Linked DNA regions of Hordeum vulgare: region 2 is linked to region 1. A link is a contact called in public Hi-C data. All regions are on one chromosome and are shown on one strand. Each heading gives the region's core, a stretch centred on a gene start, on an enhancer-like site or on the middle of the called end of the contact. The rest is flanking DNA. Distances are from core to core; before and after follow the strand shown. Region 1 holds the start of LOC123406951 (sucrose:sucrose 1-fructosyltransferase-like). Region 2 has its middle 11 kb from the start of LOC123413222.

What was found. Hi-C and Micro-C count contacts between places; a contact is called where the count stands out from the background.
Region 2: a contact with region 1 is called in a Hi-C map of leaf, with 2.1 times the contacts expected there. The contact joins the enhancer-like site here to the promoter of LOC123406951 in region 1. A contact is called at or near these places in 2 of 6 Hi-C or Micro-C datasets (both in leaf).

What each region holds. Positions count from the first base shown.
Region 1 is chr7H:2,582,797-2,590,222 of MorexV3_pseudomolecules_assembly, forward strand. It overlaps LOC123406951 (sucrose:sucrose 1-fructosyltransferase-like), which reads right to left and starts at 4,654. Exons shown (of 4, transcript XM_045099970.1): 1 at 4,166-4,654; 2 at 4,033-4,041; 3 at 3,021-3,892; 4 at 879-1,838. The coding sequence starts at 4,571. The coding sequence ends at 1,137.
Region 2 is chr7H:2,617,437-2,624,862 of MorexV3_pseudomolecules_assembly, forward strand. No RefSeq gene overlaps it. Among protein-coding and RNA genes, the nearest start is that of LOC123413222, 11 kb to the right of the region's middle. Within about 2 kb of position 3,410, at least 2 of the 3 cell types and tissues checked have open chromatin away from gene starts, as enhancers often do. A contact at or near this core is called in leaf, where this site is marked.

The DNA of each region.
Region 1 (7,426 bases), core at 3,404-5,903:
ACAAGGAACATTGGGTGATTTTGTACTCAAAATTCATAACATAATTTGCTCGATTTTAAATATGTATTTATATAGTTGCATGAATAATTTTGTTTGACCTTTTTTTGTTGAATACCTTGCAATACAAGTACAAATAAGTGGAAACAGAAAAAAGTTAAACAAAATGAGCTCCCAATTTATAATTAAGGTCCAGGAACCATAAGCCATACATGCAAGCAGGCCCTGGCTGCCAATACGATATAAAGGACCAGTCTAAACTCTAGAGCAGAAACGAGTAATCGGTACTTGAAATGTTTTATTTTCTCATGCCGTGCAGTCCTGTACTTCACATTTCAGACCCAACAGATTATATGGAGCGACCCAACAGTCTCCTCCTGGCTGTATTTTTAGGGAAAAAGCTTAGCATCATAACAGTGGCCGAATCGGCCACCTCCTCAGTATGACACGCGTTCAAATAAGGGTCGTATCTTCATCAAACACCCTATTGGAACCAGGACCATCTTTTCAAAACATACGCGGTGTTGTAATGACCTACGACGGGTTTATATTTTGTAACAAACCAACTGCTGTAAAAAATTCTACAATAGGACATGTGCTGCAGAAATAATTCTGCAACAAGGTTTGTATTTCAATGATGAATGCGTGCTTCGCTGCTTGACAAAGGCAGATCCGACGGCTCGTGACCCGGGTGATCTTTTAAAAAGATCAGCCGGCGGACACATAGTATGACCCTATTTTTAGTGGATTTTTTTCTCAAAACAATGTATCTATCTTATGATGTTTATAAAGTACACCATGATGGCTTTCCCTAAAAGAATAAAATGTAATTTTTTTCCAGATAAAACGAATAAGAAATTGGATAGCAGGAACTTGATACATTCACTTAAACTTGGTGGCATCCATGCCATTTTGATTCCCAACAAATTGATTTACAAGTGAACAATCATCATCATCAACAACATCATAGCCCTGTCATCAACATCATCTAATTCATCTTAATTACTAAATCAAACTCCAGAGAAGGAAGAACAAAAATGGACTGATAGGCAGAGTCGATAGTACTCCATTACATGTGTCTTGGAGAAAGGGAGCCACCGACCGAGCAATCAATCCACAACTTCTTGTAAGCGATCAGCCTAACCGACGACTACCAAGTCGTCGTCTGTGTATATATGGTTGTACGACGAGTCCATATCGTGCACGATGAGTTTCTCAGCGGTGACGCTCGTGCCGGTGGCATTGTTGAACAGGTAGACCCCCGCCGCCGCATAGATGGCCTCGGTCGGGTACGCCCTCGACGTCGCCGTCAACCTCCCACCCATCGCGAAGCTTTGGACAATGGAGTGGTCCACGAGCACCCGGACAGAAAAGTCCTCGCCGTCGAGCACCGGCACTGTGCTACCCACCACCCGCTTCACCACATCGCTAGCATGTGATGATCGCAACTCGTCGTGGCAGAAGTGAGTCCGAAGAGCGCCGTCGAGGCCCTTGGACACATAGAAGTACACCCCCGTCTGTTCGGTCAGGGCGCGGTTGGCGAGGACGAGGAGACCGAAGGGTCCAAGGGCACCGCGGGTGGCGGCGCCACTGCTGGTGGTGCAGTTGTAGCTGACATCTGCCTCATTGACGGCCTCGATGGCGGAGGCGTCAATGTGGAAGGTTGCCTCGATGTCGAGCTGAGCGGTCTGGTGGAGGTGGAGGGGGACAACGGAGCCGGCGCCGACAGTGATGCCACTGAGATCGGTGGTGTTGATGCGGAGGGTGTCGAGTTCCTCCACCGGCCATTGGATGAGGTTCGTCCGGGTCTTCTCGTCAAGCTCCACCGTCCTCGGAATCGACTGCGCACACATCGTACACCATTAATTCAGTTGGTTCAATAATTCAAATAGTGTCTTTAGAATAATAATTTAAATAGTTAAGCTTAAGTACATCCACCAATCATGAGTGCACATCAAAATCAAGACCTTGAAAAGAAGACATGACCAAAAATTGGCTCCTGTTTAATTAATATAAAGGGTCCCGCGCCCTCTACTTATTTCCATTAAAGAAAACACCACAGGAACAAAAAGGTTGACATAAACAACATCAAAGATTTGAAGGAAGAAAGTCGTGATTTGATTTGGTGTGGTTTGTTAGCTAGGACCGGACAAATCTCTCCACGTGCTACTGACTAGGCATGCACATGATGTGTTTTTGTATATGTGATAATGATAATAGTTGAGCTACGCTAGAGATGGTGAAACGAGCTCTTGAACGACAGTGCATTGGCTTTTGCAACTTGGAAGTTGCAGAGAGATACTAGTGAAAGTGACCAAAGAAAACTACTCCTAATTCAGCCGCCCTGCCGGCCGGCCTATCGACAGACAAGTAAATATTAATTAACCATCATTCACCTCACATACCTTGATGGTTAATATACTACTACTAGGAAGAAGAGGGAAAAACATACTACTCTTACATATTATCTCCGTTTCAAAATGCACCGTGTACCATGCTTGGTTGGCATAAACTTTTGACCAACGCTTACTTTGTTATTGCTATCTAATTTTTGTGACACAAATTCATTACCGCAACAATACTTACATAATTACCTAGTATCAGTTGTAGCAGTACTATGTGTTTGTCATTTGGTGATGAAAGTAGGCAGATGCTTCCATGCTTCTGGGGAATTAATTAAGTAATTAACTAGATACCAAATCGAGGGTGCAGCCAGCAAGGGACCGACCACGTTCTCCAGATCTGAAGCTTTTGACAGCTCAGCTAGACAGCAGCCCACACCCTAGATCAGCCGTCCGTTATTTGTTTTTTTACACCCAACAAAAACGACAAACCACACCATCACTGCACAGCTAGCCACCCTGCCTACGCACTGTACTGTTGTTACTGGCCCATGGCTGTCACGATCTACCCCACCCAACAATGATGAAGATCAATGCGATCATAATAATTCGTATGGTAATTAGGACAATCATCATGTCAATGCATGCACTTTAAGTAAGTGTGGGTGATGGTTTCTTTACCTGGAGGTTGGCCCAGCCCTTGGTGATGTCGGCGCGCTCCGAGTCGGTCTCGCCGACGTACGCCCACACGACGCGCCGCTTCTTCACGGGGTCGTAGAATGACTTGGACGCGTAGTACTTTCCCCAGTCGTACCGTAGCCCGACGCCGAGCTCGAGCTCGTCGTCGATCGGCGTCCACTTGTTGGCGGCGGCGTCGAACCGGCCGAGCGAGTACCAGTCGTGCCGGTCGTCGTCGCTGCTCTCCTTGAGCACGTACAGCACGTCCTCCGCCGTCGAGTTGTACATGTCGCTGGCCTTGCTGCCGCCCCCGACGGCGTAGAGGTCGATGCACTCGTACTCGCCGGTGCCCTTGGGCCCGCGGTACATGTACCCTGGCATCAGCTCGTAGCTCACGAAGTCCTTCGTCTTGTACGAGAAGACGATGCCCGAGTGGTCGGTGTCGTTCTTGGACCCGATGATGGTGCGCCACGTGCCGTCGGAGGCGTCGAACCACGCCGTCGTGGGGTCGCGGAAGTCCTTCATCCCGATGCCCGGCGGCGGGAACACGACGGGGTTCGCCGGGTGCTTCACCCACTCGCGGAGGAGCGGGTCGCTCGGGTCGGCCGGCTCGGCGAGGCAGGTCACCTGAGCGAAGGTCTCGGTGTTGCCGGTGTAGAGGAGGATGACCTTGCCGTCGGGGAGCACGGTGATGGAGCCGGTGAGCACGCCCTTGATGTCGTACCACTGGTCCGGCACCAAGGCCGGCGGGAGGTGGCGCCAGTGGATCAGGTCCTTGGACACGGCGTGGCCCCACACTATCTGCGGCTCCCACACCGACCCCGACGGGTTGTACTGGTAGAAGAAGTGGTACCATCCGCCGTAGTACACCGGACCTGCCATGGATGCACGCACACAATGCGCTTCAGTCAATGTATTCCAAAGCTTTAAGAAAAAAAAGATTCCACAGGTGAGGAATCTCTTGACGAGAATATTCGACCCGTAGAATAGTTATTATGTGGTGGGTGGTGCTGACCGTTGGGATCTGCGTGATGTCGCCGGAGAATGCCGCCGCCGGGGAGCGAACAGGTAGCAGAGGTCAGTTTCTCGATCAAACCAAGCGGGGAAAAAGGAAAAGAAATGTGGATCTGAAGTGGGACGGTAGGTACCGTTCTGGTAGTACTTGTCCGGCTGGAAATGGAAGCCGGTGCGCTGCCACTGCAGCATGGCGTTGCTCCACGGGAAGCCGCCGTTGGCGGAGTAGGCCCCCGATGTCTTCTCCGACACGCCGTGCTCCTTGCCCCTGCTCCTCGGGAACTCCGTCGCCGGAATGGCCGGCACGGAGCCGGCCACCGCGTCACGGCCCGCCACACCGGCCCCGAAGACCGCGGCGGCGACGACGAGCGCCAGCACGGCCGAGGCGGCAAGCACGGCGGCGCACACGCGCCACCTCAGGCCACCGCCGGCCCGCTGCTCCTCCTGGCCATTGGCGTCGGCGGAGGAGGAGGGCAGCTGCTCGTAGGCGTAGGGCAGCGGCGGCGTGCCGGGGATGAGAATGACGCGAGAGGAATCCATGGCGCCGCCGGTGCAGGCCCGATGATCCCGAGGTGGGTGGGTAGATTGTTTCCTGGCCGATGGATGGATGGGTGGTGGCTTCAGTTTGGGGCAGATTTTATAGCTGGGTTTCGGGGGTAAATATGGCATTTTTATTTGGGGGGTGGAACGGAACCAGCTGTGGGGTTTTGCGTAGGGTTTTGGCATCTACCGTCCCGTTGTACGAGTACAAAACAAAAAACACCTCACACTTAGTTGCACATGCTCATCTTTGTTCTTGTTCTAATGGTAATGAGAAGGCATTATTGCTCTTGTGCTAATGGCCAGTCTCGAGATCTACGGTTGTGGTGCTGGATGTGACAGAATGGGTGGACGATAGGTCGGGTCTATTCTCATCGCAAAACATTTCCTTGTACAAGTTATTATCAGCGTATGCGTATCCCTCGCATTATCCCGTATGCTCGTCTGGCTAGGGTTTCTCTCCTTTTAAGCGATCCCGATCGTCTCTGAGTCCTACCCAAACACATCTTCCCTCCGATCGCCCCCGAGCTACGTCCGCCTTCACCAAGCCTGCTGTGTCGCTCACGCGGCTTCAGGAATCGGTGATGGCGTCTCTCTCCGATGCCCACTCCGCCACGAGTGGCGGCGGCGTCGCCGCAACTGCGAAATCGGATCTGGGTGACTTCTTCGATCAACTGGATCTGAATGATGAAGATTTCGCTGACGTAGAAATTGATAATGATGACCCCGAGATTTAGAAAAGTGTTTGCTGGCTTGCCCTAGCTAGGGTTCATACATACAAAAACTTCAGCCCGTCGGCCTTCTACAAGGATATGAGAGCTGCGTGGAATCCGGCACAAAGAGTGAGATTTCGGCCCGTCGACCCTAATCGTTTTGTCGTCCAAGCATCCTGTTTGGGAGACTGGGAACGCATCATGCTGCAAGGTCCTTGGTTGTTCTGCAATATGGTTGTGCTCTTGTGCCCATATGATGGCTTCAGCAAAGCTGAGGAAGTAGACTTCTTTAATATGCCAATATGGTTGCAGATTCACAAGTTACCAAACCCATACTGTAAGCAGAATATTATGAAGAAGTTGTTGAAAGGAGCTAGGAGATAATGGAGATGCGTCTGGACGGGGAACACACGAGGTGATTATGTTAGGGTGAGGGTGAAACATGACATCCGACAGGCTCTCGTGTCCGGGCTAAGGAATGTCAGGTATACCTGGTTCGCTATGAAAAGCTTCCTAGGTTTTTGTAAGATGTGTGGCCTCATTGGTCACGAACACAAAGAATCTGAACTGGGGGTTCACGATGAGAAGTGGCTCAAGTTCGGGGATTGGATCTATGCCGATATTCCTAGCAAGTCACGAACAGACGCAAGAACCAATAAGGCGACTGGCAATGATTCGAAAAAGGCTGAGAACCCTAAGGTTGGCGGGATGTTACTGGACAAGAACCAGTTGACCCAGAGGTCGCGGATACCGCTTCAAGCCCGGTGAAAACATACCAGGAGGAAAGTCATTGGACAGCCTGTTGTCAAGCCATATTTATCGTCGACATGCACCGCAAAGTGAGATAGCATACCTCCCAAACCCCACCTTCTGTGATCCTATACGAGAGGTGGGCGATCAAGTTTCGTGCAGCGCTCTCGGCCGACTTGGATATTTCTTCAACGCGGCTACGCACAATGATTTTGTCAACAACAACTATTGTGCCGTTGTCGGCGGCGACCTTTTCGGGGAAATGGTTATCGCGAGATCTTACATAACCCACACACCCAGAGGATTACAGATAGGAAACACCGGAAATTTAGCTTGGTGGAACTCTTAGGACAGTTACTGGACATGATGCACCACATGCCTGCTCCTGCTCCTGGAAACTTGCTGGCGAGAAAAGCAGACATGCGTGTGGGCCACGGGTCGCCTTTGGTTACTGTGGACGCATGTGGACGGACGGCCAGCAGCCACCCGCCCGGAATCAACTGGCGAGATTCCGGTCCTCCAGTGAAGCAACAGCAGCAGTACAACAACAACAACAACCAACCAACGTGGGTGCCCGGTAAAACCGTAAGACAATCACTGAACCCGACGCACCACATGTAAGGAGTAGCCGGGGTTCTGAACTGAAGCCATGGGAGAGAAGAGCGCACAGCACATGGGTTGCCGACCACCGCACCGCACACGGCGATCGATCGTTCGACGGCGTACGTGCTCCAGTTAATCAACGGCAGCAGCGCAACAGTAATGACGAAAGATCCAAACCAAATCAATCGGCCAACAATAATGCAGCAGAGCTCAGTGTAGAAGGAATGGGATCGACGGAGCCCGTGAGCTCGCTCGTCGCCATGCGCATGCTGGCTGCCACATCATGACTGACTGGGCTTTCAATTGCCCCGTTCGACGGCCAGGGGACGAAGCAGTGCTCAGCTCAGCTCAGCCACGGAATGGACGGAGCACGTGAGCTCACCCGTCACGTTAATGGATGCCACATCACGACTGACTGGGCTTTCACTCCCCTTTGGTTCCACTTCCACGGTAGCTGCTCCGTCGCCCTCCTCCTCCTCCTCCGGGTGACCGCCCCACCCGACACGTGTGCGGTCCATGGTGTCCGATGCTGACTCGGCTCCGCCTCGGCCGTGCGTATCATGTTGATATTCTTTTCTTTTCTTTTTTTGACAGTGATGAAACGCCCAAACATGGTTCCCGTTTTCTAGGATTTTTCAAACCTCCAAATATGCGTATGCACGTCAACTTTTCTTATATCTTTGGAGTCCGTAACACTTTGTTTTTCGAGTTTTCGGAAATGGTGGCTGACGCTGACTCGGATCCGCCTCGGCCGTGCGTACCATGCGTATGTTCTTTTCTTTCCTTTCC
Region 2 (7,426 bases), core at 2,160-4,659, 33 kb after region 1:
TCACTAGTAGAAGCATTGTGACCTTTTGAAGTTTTGTTTGTTTTGCAAGTCCTCTTATTGTGTGTCATTTCATTTCAATCACCGCATTGGTTCCTATCACGTGGCTCCATGAAATGTTCACTACCAAAGTCTCTGGTGCTCATGAGGTCATCCATATCATTCATGTATTGCTTTGTTCTCCTTCTACCCTTCGGTTGTACCATGATCTCTGGATCCGGCCTAATATTAGGGCAGTGATACTCTAGCCACTATGATGGGTCAAGAAAAGGGTGGAATCTGGACGCCTATGTTAACTTATGAGTTTGCAAGTTGAATTCATGCAACCTCACAACTACACCATCAGAGAAGGGCAAATTCCTCGTGCGGCATGCCGTCATCACGTGCAAGGTTATTTGTTTCTGGTATTTATAACCGATGAATTTCGAGGTTAGCTGACGGTGTGTCGTCGGTGCTTCATCGGTCGGCGGTGTGCATTGGTGAGTGGCTTTGCAACTACTTATCTTCCACCAACCATCTTTCGTGAGTCTTCCATTGACTTTCCATTTGCATTTTTCTACCTCGCATTTCACGGTGTATCGCTTGTTGCAGTCCGAGTGAACAACTATGAAAGGCCTGTAGTGTTTGATGGCATACTCACACAACCACATCTTGAATTCTAGCATGTGTTTGAACATCAAACCTTTCTTTAGGTAAGACATAGGAATCGCGTCGGGTGTGCTACTTGGGAATATTCTAGCCTCAATTGCATTGCTCATGCCACCGTCGACTATAGCCTTATCTGCAAGGCTAACAATACAAAACAAGGGAACTTTGTGATCCCTACCGGTGATTTTTGTATACCACTCCGCTTCTTTCTCAGTGAAGCCATCCTCGTCCAACTCATTCACCATGCCTTCATCATCCGAGTCATCCACACAAGCACGCTGATAGACAATGTCAGGATCCATGTCATCATGCCTTACTTGAGCCTCTACTTCACCAACAATGTTGTGGTGCTTCTCATACTCTCGATCGGAGTCATGACCATCATCTTTGATCGGTGCACTACCTCCGAGCTCATATTGGGGATACTCATTGGCTTCCACTCCAACTTTATGCTCAACAATAGGTGTCACACTACTAATCGAGCTCAAATCATCTACTAAGGTTTGGTTCAAGTCAACATGAAAAAGAGGATCCTTGAAAACCATACTTGCAAACACTTCGAGTGACTTGACTACCGATGATGCAACAACCTCCTTGTATGCAACCCAGTGCAAATTGGACTTGATAGGCATTGTCTTCATTCAACACTTGTGTGCCGACCCAACATCATATCTTCCAAATAATTCAACTTGGTCACTTGGATCAACCCACTTCAATCTTATCCGATTTTCTTCGACAACCTCTTCATAAGTAGGACTCTCAACAAATATCAACACTTCCTCATACTTGTCAACAATATCAACATTCATGAAAGCCTATTTGTCAATATAATGAATACTCACAATCTTGTCTATCTAAAAAGGGAACAAAAGTACCAATGCTAAGTATAGCACATTCCTAACAAAACAACTAAGAAACATCTATGTCCATCGAAATTAAGCTTTACCCAAACCCTAACCCTAACCCTAAATCTTAACAATAAGCATAACCCAACCAATACAATGCAACATTATTGGAACAACTATACTCGTTAGTATACACTAAGAACATCATATTTGGGATTAATGTTCAAAACTAGGGTTAGAAAACACATGAACAAAAAACCACCCAAATAGACAAATCCAACCAATAAAAATTTGTGATATGATGGAAATTACCTCAAGGAAAGAAATGACACCGGATCCATGGACCAAACCAATCCTTTTGGAAGGATTTGAGAGGGGACAAGTGGGGAGACAAAGGGGAAAGGGGGTGGAGCTCGGGATAGGTCAATAGGGAGAAGAGAGTGAGTGGTGAGTGATGGGTGAGGCTGACCCCTAATAAGTATCTCAGGCAGCATCGCCAGGGACCATGGCGTTTCACGAAAAGGTAGAAACGCCACATAACTTAGTGTTTACAAGAAGAAGAAACATGGGGTAGAACAACGTTTCTTAGTTGACTAGCAACACGAGGTAGATCGGCGTTTCTTAGTTGACCAGCAACGCTGTGGGATGTGGCTTTTCTAAAAGAGTCAGATCGTAAAATACTTTTCTGACGAGTTCATTTTATGCAATTCTTTACATATTAAGGTCAGAACGGTGATTTTGTCCTCGCCGGACGGTCGGCCACGGGCCACAAGTCTAGGCAACGATCACAATGGTGTTGATGCAAATACTATTCCCTTCGTTTCTAAATATAAGTTTTTTAAGGGTTTTATTAAAAAACTACATATAGATGCATATAGACATATTTTAAAATAAAGATTCATCCATTTTATTTTATATTAGTGTTTTTTTTTGCGAAATTTTTTGTATGTAGTGTTTTAGCAATGCTACACATACATAAGTTTACATGGATTTTACAAAGAGGTGGATTTTGATTGGAGATTAAGGGGAACGAGGGTCCCATCCCCTTGAAAATCAGGGGGGAGTTGTTAGTTAAAAAGAAAGAATCCTAGTCAGCGTGTAACCTTATGTAACTCTTTGTATGTCTAACATTTTTTGTAGTGTTTAGTAAAAAATTTAAAAAAAAATTATATTTACAAACAAAGGGAGTAGAAAACAAGAGGTACAGAAAAACACCCGCCATCCTGCATGCATCGCGCATGTGACTGACCTGGCCCCATTACGTAGTAGCCTCTGTTTTCTTAACATTAACAGGACGGGTTTCAGCCTTGTATATACTTTTGTCCTGGCTATGAAAAGGTAATGCTTTTGCCTTATTTAAAAAAAACAATATTCGATGGATAGGTAGAGCTGGTCAGCCATCAGCCACACAAATCTCAGTGGTGACATTACTTTTTGTTGCATATATATATATATATATATGAACACGCGCTAGAGAACAAGAGATGTTGCCTAGTGCTGCTTTTACAGGGAAAAGAACAAGGCCTGCCTGCATGCAACATGCATGTGATCGACCCCTTTTGTGTTTTTTAATTAATCGTATCATTCACAGTCACTGACCTAATCAGTGAATCAGAGCTTAAATCCATGGAATAATCAACCATGTGACATAATCACTGACCGTTGGAGGCCACGACGATGCATGCACCTCACATGCTTATTGCATTTTCATATGCATAATAGGAGGTATCATCTAACCATGAACCCATTGGATCCATGGCATCACACCAAGACTCGAATTGTTTCATGCATTGTCGAGGAGCTAGCATGCATGCTGGATGATGGCTGTAGGAACGAACGGCGGAGGCTTGTGCATGGCTGTATGGCTTTGGTAATTAACTCGGGAGGAAGAGGATGCATGCTACCAACATGGATGATGGCTACAGGAGCGGCATTTTGTGCCTGCTACTCCGTTGTCGGTACGAGTGCAACGATGCAATGCAAGGGAGGGAGCATTGCAGATCAAACTCTTCTTCTCTGCTGGTTTCTATCGATCCGTCTCATTCAAGAGGGCGTCAAAAGGTTTCTCTCTCCCTTTTTGTCCGGCCAAATAGTTTCCCACACCTTCCACGCGTGTTGTGCAAGTTGATTGCTCGCCATTAGCTTTTGTGATGACTGCTACATAGCACATCTTTAAGACGGACCTCAAACCTTCGATATATGTCTGAATTGTAGTGACTGGATCATTTTTGCCATTCAACATGGATTTGTATATGTCTGCTTAGTTGTACGGACGTATGGATTTCGATAAAGTAAAGATAAACGTTAGGATTTGTATATGTCTGCTTAGTTGTACGGTCAAAAACGAATGGAACTTAACTGGAAAAAAGGGAACCCACAACATGAGCCACCGGCCTGCCAAGCCTCTTCTGTTTGCTAGCTCGCTGAGCGTCAAATAGGGGGAAGGTGGTGGGGATCCCAAAACAGTAGCTCAGGTTTATTTTTTTAGAAAAATATGGCGTGAGTGCTATCTTCTATTTTTAAATAGTTGCAAACCCATTATCTATTTTTCCTTCTCATGCAACCATGCTACATCATCAAGTCATGCATTTAGTCATAAGTATTTATTTTTTCTCATGTAACCATGCCACATCATCAAATCATGCACGTGCGTGCATTAATCTACACATTGTTTCACTAATTTTTGTTATGGGCATAAGCGGTATCTACTTTAGAGAAAATATATGTAGATCGTGTTACACTTTTTTAGGCATCTTTTGTCAGATGCTTCGTATGAGTTATTGTTCTTAAAATATAAAACAAGAGCAATCTTAATATATTTTAGCAATACTTTTTGTTTTTAACACGTATTTATACATCCGTTTATCATATTTCCGGCAGTAACGTGCGGGGAATTATCTAGTTCCATTAGCTATTGCATAATATCACTAATTAAGAAAAACTCTATGCAAAGGCCACTTCCATCTTGCAGACTGCGACAAGTGGCATACTGTATGTGCACCAATTATCATAACCTGGGAACTTTTCCATTTTTCGTAGATCCGTTTATTCAAAATGTTTTGTCTCTTCTACCATGCGCTCAAATTTCGAACTGTGTTCACCGTTGGATTCCTTGTGTATCCATATTGATATATTTTAACGAATCTTTTTTTCACGAAAAAACCCGGAAGAAAAAAGCCGCACATCTCGAGTAAGGAATAAAAAAATAAAACACATATTTTCTATCTTCAAGAGGTACGGGCATGCCTCTCCCTGAAGGAAACCCGTGCCTCTTGTGGAATTAATCAAATACGTATTTTTTTCATATCCGAGAGGCACGGCGTAACTCTCGTGGAAGTAAAAACATACATTTCTTTTATTTATTGAGGCACTCGCAGAAGCATTTTTTTTCATCACATTGTTTTTTTAATTTGTTTTTTTCCAAAAGCAAGGAAAGACCGGTGGCAAACCAAAAAGCCCAAAACCCCGAAAAACCCATCTAAAATTTCAAAAACGCGTGTGGAAAAATAAAAATAGAAATAAAATCCTAAAAAAGCGCTCAGAGCACGACATTTGACGACAACTGAGACCACGCGAAGTGACGCGCTCTCTGCCACCCGAGGTGAGCCTTGTGGTTCCCCCAAACGAGCACTCGTTCATTAGTAGGTCTCCCTATTGCATGACAGTGTACTCTCTTTCGCAGGTCCATCACTAAGATGGACGGGCCCAATAAAGTTGGTTACGTTTGTTCCGTACGAACTTTCTATGTACAATTACCGTAAGTATTTTTTTTTGGGAAAACTTCCAATTTATTTATCTTCAATCATGTTAGTACATATCTCAAAAAATAAATTTCATGGTAGTACAACAAACTTTAGAAATAATTAAAATCACATCTAGATCCGTAGACCATGCTGCGAAGACTACACGCATTGAAATGAGCCGAAGGCGCGCCATCATCACCACCACTCCCTTGCCGAAGCTAGGCAAAACTTATTGTAGTAGACAATCAAAAAGTCATCGTGTAGGCCCCGTAGGACCAGTACACCAGAACAAGAATCGCCATTGATGAAGTGATGCGTAGATCAGAAGGATCAAACCTGAAGACACATGAACATTAACGAACAAAGACCAGATCCAAGTAGATCAACCAAATACATCCATCGATAGAATTCTGCTAGATCCGCCGAAGAAACACCTCCACAAGCCCTTTTTTTCAAGATCGATGAACTTTGCTTAAAATTTTCTGAATTGCTTAAAAATGATGAATTTTTTAAAAAAATTTGCTAACAGTTTTTCAAAATCCATTAACCTTTTTCGATTTTTTGTGAAATTTTATTCAAAATTAATTATCTTTTTTGACATTTCTGAAGATTTTCCAAATTTGGTGATTTTTTTTTTCAAAATTGATGAATTGTTTTTGAATTTTTGATGAACTTTCTTGATTTTTTTCTCATAATGCGTGAACATTTTGAATACACAATTTTTGCATTTTTGTGCGAATATTTTCTTGATTTTTCGTGTCATGAATTAAGGTACCTCGGGGACTATGTCGACATATAAATGCTCTCATCAGAAAGATTGGTCGGGAAGTAAGGAAGGAGAATGGGAGGCCAGCTGTGTATCTTGGGAGGTAACGACAACACCAAAGTATATGGAAGGCCTGAGTTCGGGAGATACAGAGGTGTTTAAGGGGACTACTATGCGTGTGTCAGCGGATCTTTTTAAAAGTTTCACCGCCTCCCGAGCCGTCGAATCCAACGGGGTGCATATTTTTCTACTTTGCAACAAAGACTTCGTTGCAGAAATATTTGTAACAGATGTTGTGTTGCAGAATTTTTATGCAACATAGGTTGTGTTGTGGAATTTTTTTGCAACAGAGACTGTGTCGCAATTTTTTTTCAACATAAGTGCTGTTTTGAAAGAAAACACAGACAATGTTGCAGAAATATTTGCTGTTTTTTTATTTTTTATTTTTACAATTGGTGTTATTGCAAAGGTTAAATTTGCAACACACGTGATGTTGCAGGAAGAGAGGTGCAAAGGTACGCGTACACGCGTCATACGAACAAGGCTGTGGCTCGCTCGCATGCGATCTGCCGGCTGAAGGTAAGTATTTCCCGGTGTTTAATCTTGCAATGCTGGCTTGTCTGACGTGGCGTATCTTGTCAGATCAAGATTCATTCAGTGCCATGATCCTCAAAGCTCGTTATTTTCCTGACTGTGATTTCTTTAAGGGGCAAATTGGGAGGTTCCCCCTCTCCGATTTGGCGTGCTATTTTGAAGGGCAGGGATACCCTCACACACGGTATCATTTGGCGGATCAGAGATGGCGACTCAACTCATATCTGGACACTCAAAACTGGCTTTCACAGAAATTCAGCATGCGTCCATTAGCTAGCATGCATCTCAGCAGATCCACCGCAGCGGGTAATTGCATTATTGAACCCAAATTAACACCGCCTCTTGAGACCACCTGATGAAGCTCGAGCAAAGTTTTATAGCAGCGGATGTTGAGTGCATACTTACGATCCCTGTAAGTACAAAGAGGATTGGGGATTTCTAGCCTTGGAATTATGAACCCAATGGATTGTTTTCGGTCAGATCAGCTTACCACATGTTTGTACAATAAAACTTCAAAGTTTCAAAAAAAATCCTGAAACGTTACACATAGACATATGGATGTATACTCAAAGTCCCATGGCGACATACTTTTTTATGTGAGCTACACATGTATGACAAAATCATGTATATCTAGGGCATACACAATTCACTAAAAGTAACTGATTTTGTTTTTTATACAGATCACATGAAAAGGTATTTCGTGCTGAAATTTCACCCACGTGTAGTATACATTTATAAGTACTTCTGTATTTATATTCAGGTTTTATGGGAACTTAAAAAGTTAATTTTTGAATATTTGAAAATTTCTGGCTCCATGGAGTCCGAGAGCAAAA